Linked DNA regions of Mus musculus: regions 1, 2 and 4 are each linked to region 3. The links are chromatin contacts, called in public ChIA-PET maps. All regions are on one chromosome and are shown on one strand. The core of a region is the stretch at or near the end of the contact, and the rest is flanking DNA. Distances in the headings are between cores, read along the strand shown. Region 1 holds the start of Bicdl1 (BICD family like cargo adaptor 1). Region 2 holds the start of Mmab (methylmalonic aciduria (cobalamin deficiency) cblB type homolog (human)). Region 3 holds the start of Sppl3 (signal peptide peptidase 3). Region 4 holds the start of Rplp0 (ribosomal protein, large, P0).

The links. ChIA-PET counts read pairs in DNA pulled down with a chosen protein or histone mark.
Region 1: an RNA polymerase II ChIA-PET map of memory CD8 T cells shows a contact between it and region 3, with 5 read pairs. The contact joins the promoter of Bicdl1 here to the promoter of Sppl3 in region 3.
Region 2: an RNA polymerase II ChIA-PET map of memory CD8 T cells shows a contact between it and region 3, with 7 read pairs. The contact joins the promoter of Mmab here to the promoter of Sppl3 in region 3. A contact is called at or near these places in 3 of 115 datasets of contacts at active chromatin or transcription factors (large pre-B cells, memory CD8 T cells and pancreatic cancer cells).
Region 4: a contact with region 3 is called in an RNA polymerase II ChIA-PET map of memory CD8 T cells, with 8 read pairs. The contact joins the promoter of Rplp0 here to the promoter of Sppl3 in region 3.

Annotation. Positions count from the first base shown.
Region 1 is chr5:115,729,690-115,733,246 of GRCm38.p6, reverse strand. It overlaps Bicdl1 (BICD family like cargo adaptor 1), which reads left to right and starts at 1,626. Exons shown (of 9, transcript NM_001080808.2): 1 at 1,626-2,125. The coding sequence starts at 1,688.
Region 2 is chr5:114,441,862-114,445,298 of GRCm38.p6, reverse strand. Mmab (methylmalonic aciduria (cobalamin deficiency) cblB type homolog (human)) reads left to right here and starts at 1,272. Exons shown (of 9, transcript NM_029956.4): 1 at 1,272-1,423; 2 at 2,477-2,538. The coding sequence starts at 1,308. Mvk (mevalonate kinase) reads right to left here and starts at 1,030. Exons shown (of 11, transcript NM_023556.3): 1 at 936-1,030.
Region 3 is chr5:115,010,194-115,013,632 of GRCm38.p6, reverse strand. It overlaps Sppl3 (signal peptide peptidase 3), which reads right to left and starts at 2,109. Exons shown (of 11, transcript NM_029012.2): 1 at 2,018-2,109. The coding sequence starts at 2,040.
Region 4 is chr5:115,557,435-115,560,888 of GRCm38.p6, reverse strand. It overlaps Rplp0 (ribosomal protein, large, P0), which reads right to left and starts at 1,422. Exons shown (of 7, transcript NM_007475.5): 1 at 1,350-1,422; 2 at 1,001-1,102; 3 at 1-148. The coding sequence starts at 1,054.

The DNA of each region.
Region 1 (3,557 bases), core at 377-2,876, 720 kb before region 3:
TGTGAGATTAAGATAACGCATATAAAACTAACAAAGAAAAAGCTGGACATGGCTCAGGTAGTTATTACTGGGGAATGTCTGTGCTTTGTATCCCCCATCTAGAAGCAGGATTTTTGTTTTCTCCCGTTATTTCTCCACAAACCCTTTTCTCTCATATCCCTGAGTCATCAGTATGAAGATGCTGGGTTCTCCAAGTCATTCCTCCGCCTCCTTTTCTCGAGGGCTCCCTCTCCCGACTGCTTAGCTCTTGCAGGGGTTCAGATAGAAATCCCGCACTGCAAATGGCTCTCCGCCTGGCTCCCTGACTCACATAATTGTCCGCAGCCCCCTCGGACCACAGACCAGCTAGGATACCCCACCACAAGACCCAATCCAAATGGGGCTCCCGCCAGCTCCCCAAACCGAAGAGAGGCTGCGGGCTGGGGCCGCGGAGGCGAGGAAGAGGACGCGTGCCGCTGCAGAGCGCCATCAGGGGTGAGAGCGTGGGAGTCTGGAGGAGGAGGAGGCCACACCCAGAGGTGCGAGCGCGGGGGGCGTGGCCCCGGCGAAAACGAGGCAGGGGGCGTGGCCGAGCGCCAAGCTGAGGAGGAGTCGGAGAAGTGGTGGACGTAGAGCCGCACCCTTAGGTGAGCGCGCAGGGGGCGTGGCCACACCTAGAGCTGGGAACGAGGCTGAGGGCGTGGCTCCAGGCCGGGGGCGTGGCCGTCCCCACCCCCCCCCCCCACACACACACACGGGAGGGAGAGGCTCCGGCCTTTCAGGACGCGCTGAGCTTCCCCACGGGCGGCGCGCGCATCCGTCCCCGCGTCGCGTGAGGCCACGTCCGGGTTAGGCGGGCGCCACCTGGGCGCGGCCGAGGCGAGCGGAGCGTCGGCGAATCCCGCGCGGGCGCGGCGGCGAACAGGTGCCCGCGCGCGTCAGGCGCCGGCCCCCGGGGCGGGGAAGAGGGGCGCGGCCGGAAGCGCGGGGCGGGCGGGCGGAGGAGCGAGCCCGGCGGGCGAGCCGGGCGGGTTCCTCGGCCGGGTGAGCTGCGGGGCCGGGCAGGCAAGAAGGAAGGACTGCTCCGGGGCTGTGCGGCCAACGATGTCGAGCCGCCGCCTCGGCCCCTGCAGCAGCAGCAGCCGCCGTCGCCGCCGCTGCTGCCGCCGAGCCGGGGGACATGGAGCGCGGCTGCAAGGAGCGGCCGACGGCAGCAGCAGCAACGAGCGACGCAGCGACAGCGGAGCGCAGCCCTCCCCGTGAGGCGCCGGCCGGCCGGCGGCGGCGGCGACGGCGGCAGCAGAAGCAGCAGCGGCAGCAACAGGGCGGCTGAACCCCGGCCGCGGCGGCGATCCTTAGCGCGGCTTCTCCTCCCGCTCCGCACCCCGCCACCCCTCTTCAATCTCCCCTTCTGCCGCTCTTGCCCACCCCCGTCGTCCGCGTCCCGGGCGCGCGCCAGCAGCTGAGCCCCCCGGGGGCGGGGGCGCGTGTCGCCGGCGCGGGGGAGGGGCCGCCCGCCTGCCCGCCCGCGCGCGCCGCGCCCAGGGCTCGCGGGGACCCGGGGGGCGCGTGCCGCGGCGCAAGGCGAGGCGAAGCGCGGGGCGGCGCGGCGGGGCCCCTCCCCCGCCATCCCCATCCCCACCCCCCGCCTTGCAGCCTGGCGCGCGCCGGCCGGGCCGCACCGCTGCGGGCTCGGCGCGCGCGGGCCATGTCCGCCTTCTGCCTGGGCTTGGCCGGCCGAGCTTCAGCACCCGCCGAGCCGGACAGCGCCTGCTGCATGGAGCTGCCCGCTGGGGCCGGGGACGCAGTCCGGAGTCCCGCCACTGCTGCCGCCCTCGTCTCCTTCCCCGGAGGTCCCGGGGAACTGGAACTGGCCTTAGAGGAGGAGCTGGCGTTGCTGGCGGCCGGGGAGCGGTCGTCCGAGCCCGGCGAGCATCCTCAGGCGGAGCCGGAGTCTCCGGTTGAGGGGCACGGGCCGCCGCTGCCGCCGCCGCCTACCCAGGATCCCGAGCTGCTGTCGGTGATCCGCCAGAAGGAGAAGGATCTGGTGTTGGCGGCCCGACTAGGCAAGGCGCTGCTCGAGAGGAACCAGGACATGAGCCGGCAGTACGAGCAGATGCACAAGGAGCTGACGGACAAGCTAGAGGTGAGGACCTTCCGGCGGCATGGGTGGGGAGCTGGGGTGCCTGCCTGTCCTCCCCGTTTCCGTGCCTAGTCTACCTCGAAGAAGATCATCGAGAACGGGGAGGCAGGAGGGATAGTTTTCACCAGCATCAGCGCGTTCGTTGAGCCCACCTGCCTTTCCCACCCAGCTCGGATGTGAGTCCGTGCACGTCTCTCACCGTTGTGGGCCGTTCTATATATGTATTGTACACAGAGTCTAAAATAGAGCTTACAGTATGACTAATTTATACAGCACCAAGGCGATATCTGCACACAGAAATGAGAACATCGAGAAGCATTTAAAATATGCTTCAGGTGTTCGGAGAAGCAGTTAATCTCTAATCAGGGTGTTAGCCCAGAGCTTTCCAGTCCGGGCATTAAGGCCTCTGGATGCCCTTGTCTTAACTTTCTGGCAGAGAGTTGTGGGGAACAAGTGCCTCGAAAGGAGCTTTATATAGCTTTCAAATGCTTAGGGATTAGGGGATGTGGTTCCATTGCAGAAATCAGAGAAGGCAGGGCTCATCATGTGATTAGTTTGGGCTTCAGTAGCTATGTGTGTCTCAGTAGTACTTTCCTGTGTCCTGGGTCTTAGCATGTATGTTACTTTTAACCACTACTAAAAACATTTCCCCTCACCCACCCCTGTGGGAGGGTCGTTTCCTGGCAAAATGGTTCAGTGGGTAAGGTCACTTGCCCCAATTGGTTCCTCAGAACCCATGTGGGATGTCACTAGCAACGTGTCCTCCGGCCTACACACACACCCCAGTTAATAAATAATCCTAAGTACGTTTTCAAATGAGTAATATTTCTGTTAATTCCATGCAACAACATCGTCTACAACTGTGTTTATTGGGATTTTGCTCTTAAGCAGAAAGAGTCTTGAATGGTAACTGAGGGTACCTAGAAAAAGATAGCCATTCCAAAGTGGTAGGTTTTCAAAATAAAAAGGAGAGCAGGCTCGAGCTGTGGAAACAGCCAGGCTTTTCTGGCCCTCTGCGTTCAGCACTGTTACCCATTTTTCTTGGACTAGTTCTCCTCGTTCTCATTACGAGAACATCATAGTACAGATGTGACCAGGCCCGAAACTAGCCCTCTGTCAGGTTCTCCTCCACTGCTTCTGTTTGGTCAGAATGTGAGTGGACAAACACTTCTGCCGTGGGATTGATGTGCGTCTAGAGTCTAGTCACCTATCGAAAGTTAAATCAGAAGAAAGGAAACCAGTGAGCGGCCTGTGTTTCAGCCGGGCCCGTTATCGAGGCCTGCCGGTCGATGGACTCCTGATACATGGCTTGAAAAGTTGTCTGTGAAACCTGGGCCCGGACAGCCAGAGTACAACAGAGCTACCTTAATGAATTGACTTGTTTAGTCTCCACTTGAAGTAGAGGTCTGGAAATACAAGGGTGTCCCTTTCTTTC
Region 2 (3,437 bases), core at 23-2,522, 570 kb after region 3:
ACCAGGAAGGCTGGGCTTGGAGGTGAACATCTTTCATCCCAGCACTGTGGAGGCAGAGGCAGGTGGATCTCTGGGTGTACGAGGCAAGCCTGGTCTACAGAGTGAATTCCAGGACAGCCAGGAGCATGTAGAGAAACTCCATCCAGAACTACCATCCAGAGCTATGTTCCAGGATGACAGTGCAGTGAGCCAGTCAGGTGGACAATGGGAAAAAAAAAATCTGGGTTCAGACCACAGCTCTTCCGTCCCCAGAATGTCTTATGCCATGAATCTGTTTCCCATATATCAGATAATAGAGGCAATACTGGAGGCTGACTCAAAGGACTACCAGCAGCAAGGCCTGTCTGTCTGGCAAAGTGGCCTCTTGACTATACTGAGCTACTCGGCACTGACAGGTTCTCAGCTCCAGAGTTTATTACCACTGCTGTTGCCAGTAGAAACTGACATGAGCTCAGGCATGGACTGCTTGCCTACTCTGAGGACGGCCATGTGTTTGATGCGTGTGGGAACGCGAGGTTTAGATAAAATCTTGCAGGAGAAAGAATCCTTCCCGGACCTCAAGACCACAACCAACCTGTCACAATCACAAACGCGGCTGCCGGGACTCACCTGTTAACGCCCTGTGTTGCACGTTCAAACAAGAACTTCTGCAAGGCAAGAGTCATGTCACAGAGTGGTTTTGCTGGATTTATGGGTGCATGCATTTTTACGTTGTTATAAATAATGCAAAAATCACCCGGGTTCAAGGCTTCACTGGCCACCCCACTGCACACTAAGTAGCCCAGTCTACGGGACCCTAGTCTAGGGGAAACTGTCCGATCTGAGGTCGCCGAGCGCTCAGATCGAGGACACGAAGGCAGAGAACCGCGGCGCCCGGCCCGGGGTGTCCGGGACCCGGTCCTCACGCCGCCCATCCCGCAGCCCAGGCTTCTCACCTGCCCCGGCCAGCGCCCAAGTGAGCTGAAACCCGGGCCGCAGCTCCCGGTCTTCTCCATATCAGATGGGAGAGTTCCAAGGAGGCGGGTGTGTCTTCCTGAGGCCAATCAGAGAGCTGGAGCTAAGGGCTCCTTTACAGATTGGGTCAAACATTAACCAATGGGAACTTCAAGCAAGCCGAAATTGCCTCGCCTCTTTCTACAAGTAATCCAATGGGAATCAAGAGCTGGGGAGTGCCCCGCCCTGGTGCGAGTGCCCCAGGCCAATAGGAAACAGCGATTGAGAGGTGGCGCGGCCGGCTGCGGGGCGGAGTCATCCCCGGGCCTGGACGGGTGCCTAGCCGGGTCAGTCTTGGATGCGTTACCGTGCGCATGGCTGTGTGGCTCTTTGGGGGTCGCCTCGGCCTGCGCGGGCGTCTCAGCGCCTGCAGACTGCTGTGTCCCCGTTTCCAGAGCCGTGGCCCTCAGGGCGGGGAAGACGGGGACAGGTGAGTTTCAGGCCTGGAGAGTAACTCAACACGGAGGAGGAACGGTTGTTTCCGTGGGTACATCACACCGATGACGTGCTCTATGTGGCCTGACGTCACTGGGCTCGTCATGGCGTCAGAGGCCAGGATTTCCTCCCCAAGTTCTAACGGAGTCTAGCTGTGGTCAGTCAGGGCAGGGGCATGCTCTTGTGGGTTTTGTCCGGCCTCCCCAAGCAGTTTGTTTGGATTAGGATTAAGACACCAGGAAGACATGGTAACACTTAGAAACTTGCATAGGGACTTGCAGACTACCATGACCTCATGATCAGCGTTCCCTGTCCAGTCCTCTGACTTTGAAATAATTTTGTGAATTCACATTTTAATTTTAAGTTATGCACTGCTAGTTGAAAATGGCAGAGTCGGGGTTCATTCGCAGTCCTCAAAAAAAAAAAAATTAAGTTAAAATAGCATTTTTGAAATTCCATTTTGACAGTGTATTTTTTTTTTTCCTTGACACTGAAAAATCTTAGAAAAGTGCAAGTGGCCTAGTTTTCTTTCCCCCAGAAGTGCTAACTTCTGTGTTGGGGTTAGAAGAGACAAGAGTTTGGGGAGGGTAATGGACCAGGTCAGGCTTACAGTAGAAGGGTTTTGGGCATGAATCCCAGCCCAGTCTCTTCCTGGAGATCTAGGAAGTTGAATCTTTGTGGGCTCCAGTTTCCTCAACGGAGAAGCGTATGGCTAACTTTGGGAGTGTGGGAGAAGCTGAAGGGCAGTTCCAGGAGCTAGCGGCTTTAGCCCACTGTGGAGCTAGGGCTACATGGAGTGACCAGTTAGTCCTTCCTGCCAGTATTTGCCAAGAATCTTTATTGAGCAGTATGCTACAGCAGCTGCTGTACAGGTAGAGACAGGGACAGGAAGCTGTCAGGAAGGGGCAGCGGGGAAATGGCTGACGGGAGATTGCCATCCCAGAGGCAGAGAAGTGCTGCCCCTGAGGTTGCAGACTGAAAGCTGGGCGTCACTCCCCGAGGCGCAGCCGTTCCCACTTACCACGCCTTTGTGTCTGTTTCTCATCAGGCTGCAGCCGTCCTCGACGGCAGCCAAGATCCCCAAGATTTACACCAAGACGGGAGACAAAGGTAGGCCACGCTGTAGCCATGTGACGGGTCTGAATATACATCATAAGTGTGAAGCCACAAGAAAGGTGCACTGTTCAAGTGTTCAAAACAAGTTGTAGCGCTGCTACAATGGCTCAGACTGCTCTTCTAGAGGTCCTGAGTTCAATTTCCAGCAATCACGTGGTGGCTCACAACCATCTGTAATGGACTCTGATGCCCTCTTCTGGTGTGTCTGAAGAGAGCACCAGTGTACTCATATACATAAAATAAATAAATCTAAAAGCAAAAAGCGGGGCTGGTGAGATGGCTCAGTGGTTAAGAGCGCTGACTGCTCTTCTGAAGGTCAGAACCACATGGTGGCTCACAACCATCCGTAATGAAATCTGACGCCCTCTTCTGGGGTGTCTGAGGACAGCTACAGTGTACTCACATATAATAAATAAATAAATAAATAAATAAATAAATCTTAAAAAAAAAAAAAAAAGCCAAGTTGTAAGGAAGCCAAGTATAGTGCACACCTGCAATCCCAGTACTTAGGAGCTGAGGTTGGAGAGTCACAAGTTCAAGACCAGCTAGGTTGATGTACCAAACTCCAAGGCAGCCTGCTCTACATAGTAAAACCCTGTCTTTTTTTTTTTTTTTTTTTAATTTTCGAGAGAGGGTTTCTCTGTATAGCTCTGGCTGTCCTGGAACTCACTTTGTAGACCAGGCTGGCCTCGAACTCAGAAATCCACCTGCCTCTGCCTCCCGAGTGCCGGGATTAAAGGCGTGCGCCACCACGCCCGGCTTAAAACTCTGTCTTGAATGATGGGAATGACACGTGTGGGGTTGGAAGTGTAGCTCAGTGGTAGAGTGCCCAGCTAGTATTCTGAAGGCCCTGTGTTCAACACCAAGACCAAAAAAAAAAAAAAAAAAAAAGA
Region 3 (3,439 bases), core at 860-3,359:
TGTTTAGTTCTTGTGCCCTGGTTGACTTGGAAGAACCAGAAAACAGGGTAGGGGCCGAGCTTCCCAGCCCTCTCCCCTGTGCACCATCCTTCCTCAGGACACTGTGGACTCTGCTCCTGAAAACAAGCTGGAAAGGAGGGGCTGAGGGTCCTGATGGCAAGGCACTCACTCGATTGCTTCCTTTATTCCATCAAATAAAGTCAAGACCCAAGGGAGTGTTTCAAGAGAGTTTATCATATAAATGATCAGCCTCCACAAAGTAGTCTCTTTACCTAGCCCACAAGCACCACACAAGCTGTAGGTGGCCTACCTACCCATTAAGGCACTTTCACCTTCAATGTTACACACAGGACATCACTCTGTGGCTCCAAACTGGGGCTGCGAATGTGTGTTGCACACAGCACTTTCCCCAGTTCCTCATCACTGGTATTTTTTTTTCAACCAATCCATATTCTTTTTACAGTACAGTTCAAAACCAAACCAAACCAACAAGGCAGCCATGAGGATTCACAGAGGAGTCCTCGTGGGGCAGGACAAGCAAGCTCTAGGTGTTGCCAGTGCCCATGGCAGCACCAACATTACCTAGTCCATCTGCAGGTAAGAAACTGAATCCCACCTGCCATTGAGATGCCCCTCCCTCACTGCTGCTCACAACTATTAGTCTGTCCTTTTAAACCACAACTGGAGCCACCAAAACCCAACTTTTCTTTTAGTTATTTCCTCTCAACTTCCCAGTTACCTTCTTTTTCAGATTGTGCATACATCGCTGCCGTTTGCATTACTAAAGCATGTTCGATCACTAACCCTCCATCAGGACACAGTGAGCTCCCGACTTAGCATAACCATCCCTTGTTTTCGTGTATAACCCGGCTCTTTTACTGTCTCCCTATGGTAGTTACAGCTCACTTACGCTCCCAACACTTGACAGTTTGCCCCGTGCTTTGGGAAGGTAGCCACACAATCTGTACAGGTTAGGGAAAAGGCAATTCTGGTACTTAAAGGTTTAGGGTCAAGGAATGAAGAACTAACTCACTTTTCCGAAGGTAGCCACACAATCTGTACAGGTTAGGGAAAAGGCAATTCTGGTACTTAAAGGTTTAGGGTCCAGGAATGAAGAACTAACTCACTTTTCCAATTACAAAACGAAGCGGACCTTCAACCCCACTCTTCGGAAAAGTCGACAGTTCTGGTACCAAGCCACAAGTGCTTGAAACCATCTCCGATCTCTTAGGCTGCAGCGACCAGGTTCCCCGCCCGCCCGGTACCTACCACCAACCCACCCATCTCCTGTTTTCTCACCCTCAAGCCACAGCTCAACTACACCATTCCCACTCGCCCCCGGTACAACCAACCTCCTTCCGCGGCAAACACTCCACGCCTCTGCCCTTCTCACCTCTTTCCCCCCAAACTTGGACGCATCTGTCACCTCCCCCCTGTAAATCACAAGTGTGTGTGCCTCAGCCCTAAACACGCTGCTAAAAAAAGTCCCACAGGCAGGGGGACTCAACCTGGACGGACACACACACACATTCCCGTGATCGAGCCCTCCACCCCCAGAACACCGGCCAGCACTCTTCGAATCCCCAGAGCAGAGTACCAACCCCTTTACAAAGACTACCCATGACCCCGCTGCTACCGACGACTTCCTTTACAGAATGTGGCCATCCTGGAACAAGACTCCCCCTCTCCGCTGTGCCAGGGCTCGATCACGGGGCCGCAGGGCCTCTGCCCACCGCGGAAGCGGTCGCTCCCGCCCTCACTACTTGCAAGTTGTGCCTCTTACCACCTGTTCTCGCCGAGAGTGGGGTACACCTTCGCCCGGGCCCGTTCTCTGCCCACCCTTCTCCAGCTTCCCCCCTGGCCCGCCAGCACCCGCGCCAGTCGGTTCCGCTGCGCGGCTCGAATGACCGCCCCTCCCCCGGGCTCGGAGGACGCCCAGCGGCCCGCACCCCGAGCCCCGCGAGCACCTGCGGCCCGGCCCGGCCCGGCCTCCTCGTCCCCAAAAGCCCGCACTCACCACGAATAGGTCTGTTCCGCCATGGTGCTGCCTCTCGGGGGCTCCGCGGCTCGCTCGGCCGGCGGCAGAGGGCGCGGCCGGGGGCCCCGGCGGCTCGCTCCTTCACTCGCTCGCACGGAGGACAGGCAGTCGGGCTCCGACAGACTCCGACGGGCCCCGCTCCCTGGGCCCCGGAGCGGGCGCGGGCCCCGGGCTCCGCGCTCGGCCTCGTCAGCCGCGGCGGCGGCGGCGGCTCCGCTGCGGCTCCAAACCCAACATGGCGGCGGCGGCGGCGGCGCGGAGAACAAGGGCCCCGAAACGGTGGCTCGGGCCCGCGCTCAGTGCGCGCCGGGCCGCGGGAGCGCCGCGCTCGGGCGGCGGCGGCGGCGGCCGGGGGACATGGCCGGCGGCGGCGGCGGCAGCGGCGGCAGCAACGGCTGAGGGGGGCGCTAGGCGGTGAGGCGAGGCCGCTCGAAGCACACCCGCCCGCCGAGGGAGGAGGGAGCGAGCGAGCGGGCGGGGGCGAGCCCGGGCCGCTGGTCACGTGCCCAAAACACGCTCACGTGACCCCGGCGCCCCGCCCCCTCGCGCGCGCTGCCCATGCGCGGAGCGCTCAGCCCAGGTCGGCTCGGGGCTACGGTTAGCTGCAGCGGCCGCCGCGCGCTAGGCCCCTTGGGCGCGCAGTGGTCCTCCCCGGTGCGCGGCGGTTGACTGCCACTCAGCTGTCAACCTTCCATCATCCACCGTCGGCTGTCCCTGGGTCCTCAGCTGCCAGTCAACTGTCAAAATGCGGACAGAGCGCTGCATTCGGGTTCCCGCGCTGCGCGGTCCCCCTCCTTGGTTTCTGCAAACGTCCCTTCGCGGCGCCTGGTGCCAAGTCAAATGCTACCATGCTCGTCTTCATAGAAGCGATCAGCGGGGTCCTTGTTGGGTGCCAGCTAGGCGTCAGCGCCTTCACCTAGGCCCTTGTCCTTACATGCATATTCTCAGGGAAGAGACATAGGTGGTTCGAGCTGGCTAAAGCACGAAGATTATTTCAGAGTCATGGGGCTATTAATAATGGAGAGCAATTAATAGAGACTAAAGGAAGGGTGCAGGCTACTTTGATAGGGTGAATGGGCATAACTCAGTTGTTAGAGCGTTGTGTGTGACCATGTGTTAGGAAAAAAAATTTAAAAACCCAGGCCTAGTGGTGCGTGCCTTTAATCCCAGCAAAGGCAGGCAGATCTCTAAGAGTTTGCGGCCAGCCTGGTCTACATAGTGAGTTCCAGGCCAGCCAAGAATACATAGAGAGACTCTATAATGAGTTAATGAAAGACAGGGAGAAACGTGAAGAAGCATATAGCAAGAGATGAGGAAACATATTTAAGCTACACAGTGTATGTTTCTGACCACATGACATTCTGGAAAAATGACTATGGAAACAGCAAAAAGTTCACTGGT
Region 4 (3,454 bases), core at 173-2,672, 550 kb before region 3:
GGCCCCTGATAGCCTTGCGCATCATGGTGTTCTTGCCCATCAGCACCACGGCCTTCCCTCGGAGCGACATGCGGATCTGCTGCATCTGCTTGGAGCCCACGTTGTCTGCTCCCACAATGAAGCATTTTGGATAATCATCCAAAAGTTGCTATGAAGGAAGCCAGGAAAAACTACATTGAGAGGAAAACAAACAAAAAATACCCAGCAAAACCCGAAACCCTGCTACCTCTACCTCCCCATTGCTTCACCCTAGGTGTGACACTTCTCGCTAGGAGCCAGCCACCCGAGCCCAACGTCTGTCTTTATCTGATCCAGCTTCCTTGCTGGTTACGAGTATCACAAAATTACTGTCACAGCCAAAAATTAACTTTTAGCTGGGTGTGGTGCCACACCTGTAAAGACAGGTAAGGCTTAATTGCTAATCCGAGGCCAGCCAGAGCTATAGGGGGAAGACTTGCCTCAAGTAAATCTTAAGCTTTACTTTTTAAATAAGGCGTGCCTGGGTGACCAAAGTGACTCTGATCAGGGAAGAGACAGACTTAAAAAGCACAGAAAACAAATTATAGAGAGGTCGGGGGATCTTAGGTTGTGAAATATAAAAGGTACTACCAGACCCAAAAATCTTTGTCTCTGTCTCGGAAAAAAAAAAGAAAAGTTAACTAAAACAGACTGGTACCTACAAAGTCTGGTAGCTCTGGTTCAAAGCCACCTCAAAGGCCTTTTGTAATTAAGTCACTCAACAGCAGCCTGACTGGCAGGTCTCAGATGGGCAACAAGATGAATCACTCCAGTCTCAGCCCTTTGCACAAACGCGAAGGGCTCGACGAGATGAAAAACTGGGTGAGCGAGCTAGTTCTGGAACGCGGGGGGGGGGGGGGGAGATCCCAAGACTACAGAACTTCCCCAGGATGCCCAAACTCTGTTAAAGCGCGTGGCCAACGACCGCCCCGGGAAGACCCGGAGGCGGAAGCCGCGCGTCCCCGGCCCGCTCCACACTTACGATGATCTTGAGGAAGTAGTTGGACTTCCAGGTCGCCCTGTCTTCCCTGGGCATCACGGCGGTGCGTCAGGGATTGCCACGCGGGGTTTAAAGACGATGTCACTGGGGAGAGAGAGGGGGCAGCTTGAGCCCGGTAACCCCAACACCGGCCCCGATCCCAGGCCTAGGCCAAGCCGGCCACGCCAGAGCTGGGCCCCGGGCTGCGGCCGCCAGCAGCGCGGGCGATCCGACAAGCCAGGCGGTAGACCGGACGGGCAGAGCCCGGCCGCGATCCTTCCCGAGCCCATCGCTCCCACCCGCAACGTCCCCGCGCTCTTGCCGCCCTCCCACAACAAAACAACCCCCCAACCTCCAACGAGGACGCCTGGCGAGAGACGGGCCGCATGCCCGCGTGTGCCTTTTATAGGAGAACCAGGCGGTCCTCGAAACCCGAAGACGACGTCGTCCATGCCTATTGGCTGGTTCCATCGACTGTCCTGCCTCACTCAATAAACATGCGCGTCTATTGGCTGAGACCGCTGCCACTCCAGCAAGTCGGGAAAGTAAAGACAGCACCCGGCCGCAGGAGGCGCGCTTTCAGACCTGCTGCCCTCTGCTGGGTCGGAGCCGCCCTGCAGCGTCACCGAGTCAGTACAGCAAAACAACTTTCTGCGAAACCCTAGCTGATGCTCTAGTCTCCTCTTGTTCTTCCATTCTTTTTTCTTTCTTTTAATTTATTTATTTTTTATTTTTTTAGGTTTTTCTGTATATCCTGGCTGTCCTGGAACTCACTTTGTAGACCAGGCTGGCCTCAAACTCAGAAATCTGCCTGCCTCTGCCTCCCAAGTGCTGGGATTAAAGGCGTGCGCCACCACTGCCCGTTTTGTTCTTCCTTTCAAAACCTACATCTTCACCCGCACAAAGTTAATCAAAGATTGCCGTTTTCTCTGAGTAAACGCCTAAAACGTAGACTATTCTCAAGGTCCCACACGACTGTTTCCACTGTCGCAATCTGTTTTCTTGCTTTCCTACTGATGTGTTTGCCTCTCGCCTGATCCCTTTGCCCTTTTATCCCCTTCAAGAGTATGCCTTTTTTTTTTTTTGGTTTTGGTTTTGGTTTTTCGAGACAGGGTTTCTCTGTATAGCCCTGGATGTCCTGGAACTCACTTTGTAGACCAGGCTGGCCTTGAACTCAGAAATCCGCCTGCCTCTGCCTCCCAAGTGCTGGGATTAAAGGTGTGCGCCACCACCACCGGCTTCACAGCTTTTTGAATGGTGCTGGCCAGCTTCGGTCAGAGAAACTCACCTCCCCCACATCTTGCTGCAAATGCTATCTACTCAAGGAGACCTGCCCTGATTCTTGATTTCAAATTTTAAGGGCGGGGGCAAAACCAAACCTACTCTCCCTTACTCTCCCACCTTCTCCTGCAGCACTTACACCATCTAACTCGCTGTATAATTCACCACATTCTGCTTGTCAGCCTCTCCCTGCAGGAAGGTAAGCTCCACAGGGCAGAGATTTTATTCTGTGCCTGCCAGACAGTGGGCAGATAAGTATTTGTTGAGCAGGCAAAACGCAGGGCATGCGGCCAGATGAGACCCGGATCCATAACTTTGTTCTGCCGCTTGCTGTGTTGTCTTAAAAAGCACTTCCACTTTATTGACCGTTTGCTTTCCCTTCCAGGGATACGGGAGAAAATCGATACATAAAACTAGCTTCTTCACATATATATATATATATATATATATATATATATAATATATATATATATATATAATATATATATATATATATACACATTATATATATACACACACAGTCGTTCAACATTATTTGGATAATTGTTTTACTGAGACAGTCTCACTCCTGCCTTGTTTTTAATTGCTGAGCCATCTTCCCAGACCCATGAATAAATAAATATCCATATATAAATAAGTGTGTATATATGGGGGAAGATATTGAACCTAGGGCCTTGTTCATGCTAAACAAGCAGTCTGTTGTTTTAAAGCTTCCTGGTGCCTTTGAAGATCAGTCCAGTTTGAGAACTGCAGGCATCAGTGGCTGCTGAGGTCGCTCTTTAATGACAAGGATTCCCCATGCTCAGCACTAAGTGCTGGTGCATGTTCCTGAAGCTACCACCGTCACCCCATCCCCACCCCCCAAGTCCTGAGGTGCAATACTTTATCCACAAGAAAGCGCCCAGAGTGTTTAAATCACCTGATGATTTCAGAAGGCTGCAGAAACAGGTTCAAAGGCCACTGTGTGGGCCCCACTGTGCTCCACAGTCAAATCCAAACCCCATGTCTCTCTTTCTCTAAACGCACTTTTCCAAGTGCATACATAATGGCTACGTTACATTTCCAAAGACATCCTGACTCTGACACTATAAATACCCTAACTGTCGTACACCAATATATATTAGTTAGGGTTCTCTAGAGTCACAGAACTTATGGATAGTCTCTATATAGTAAAGG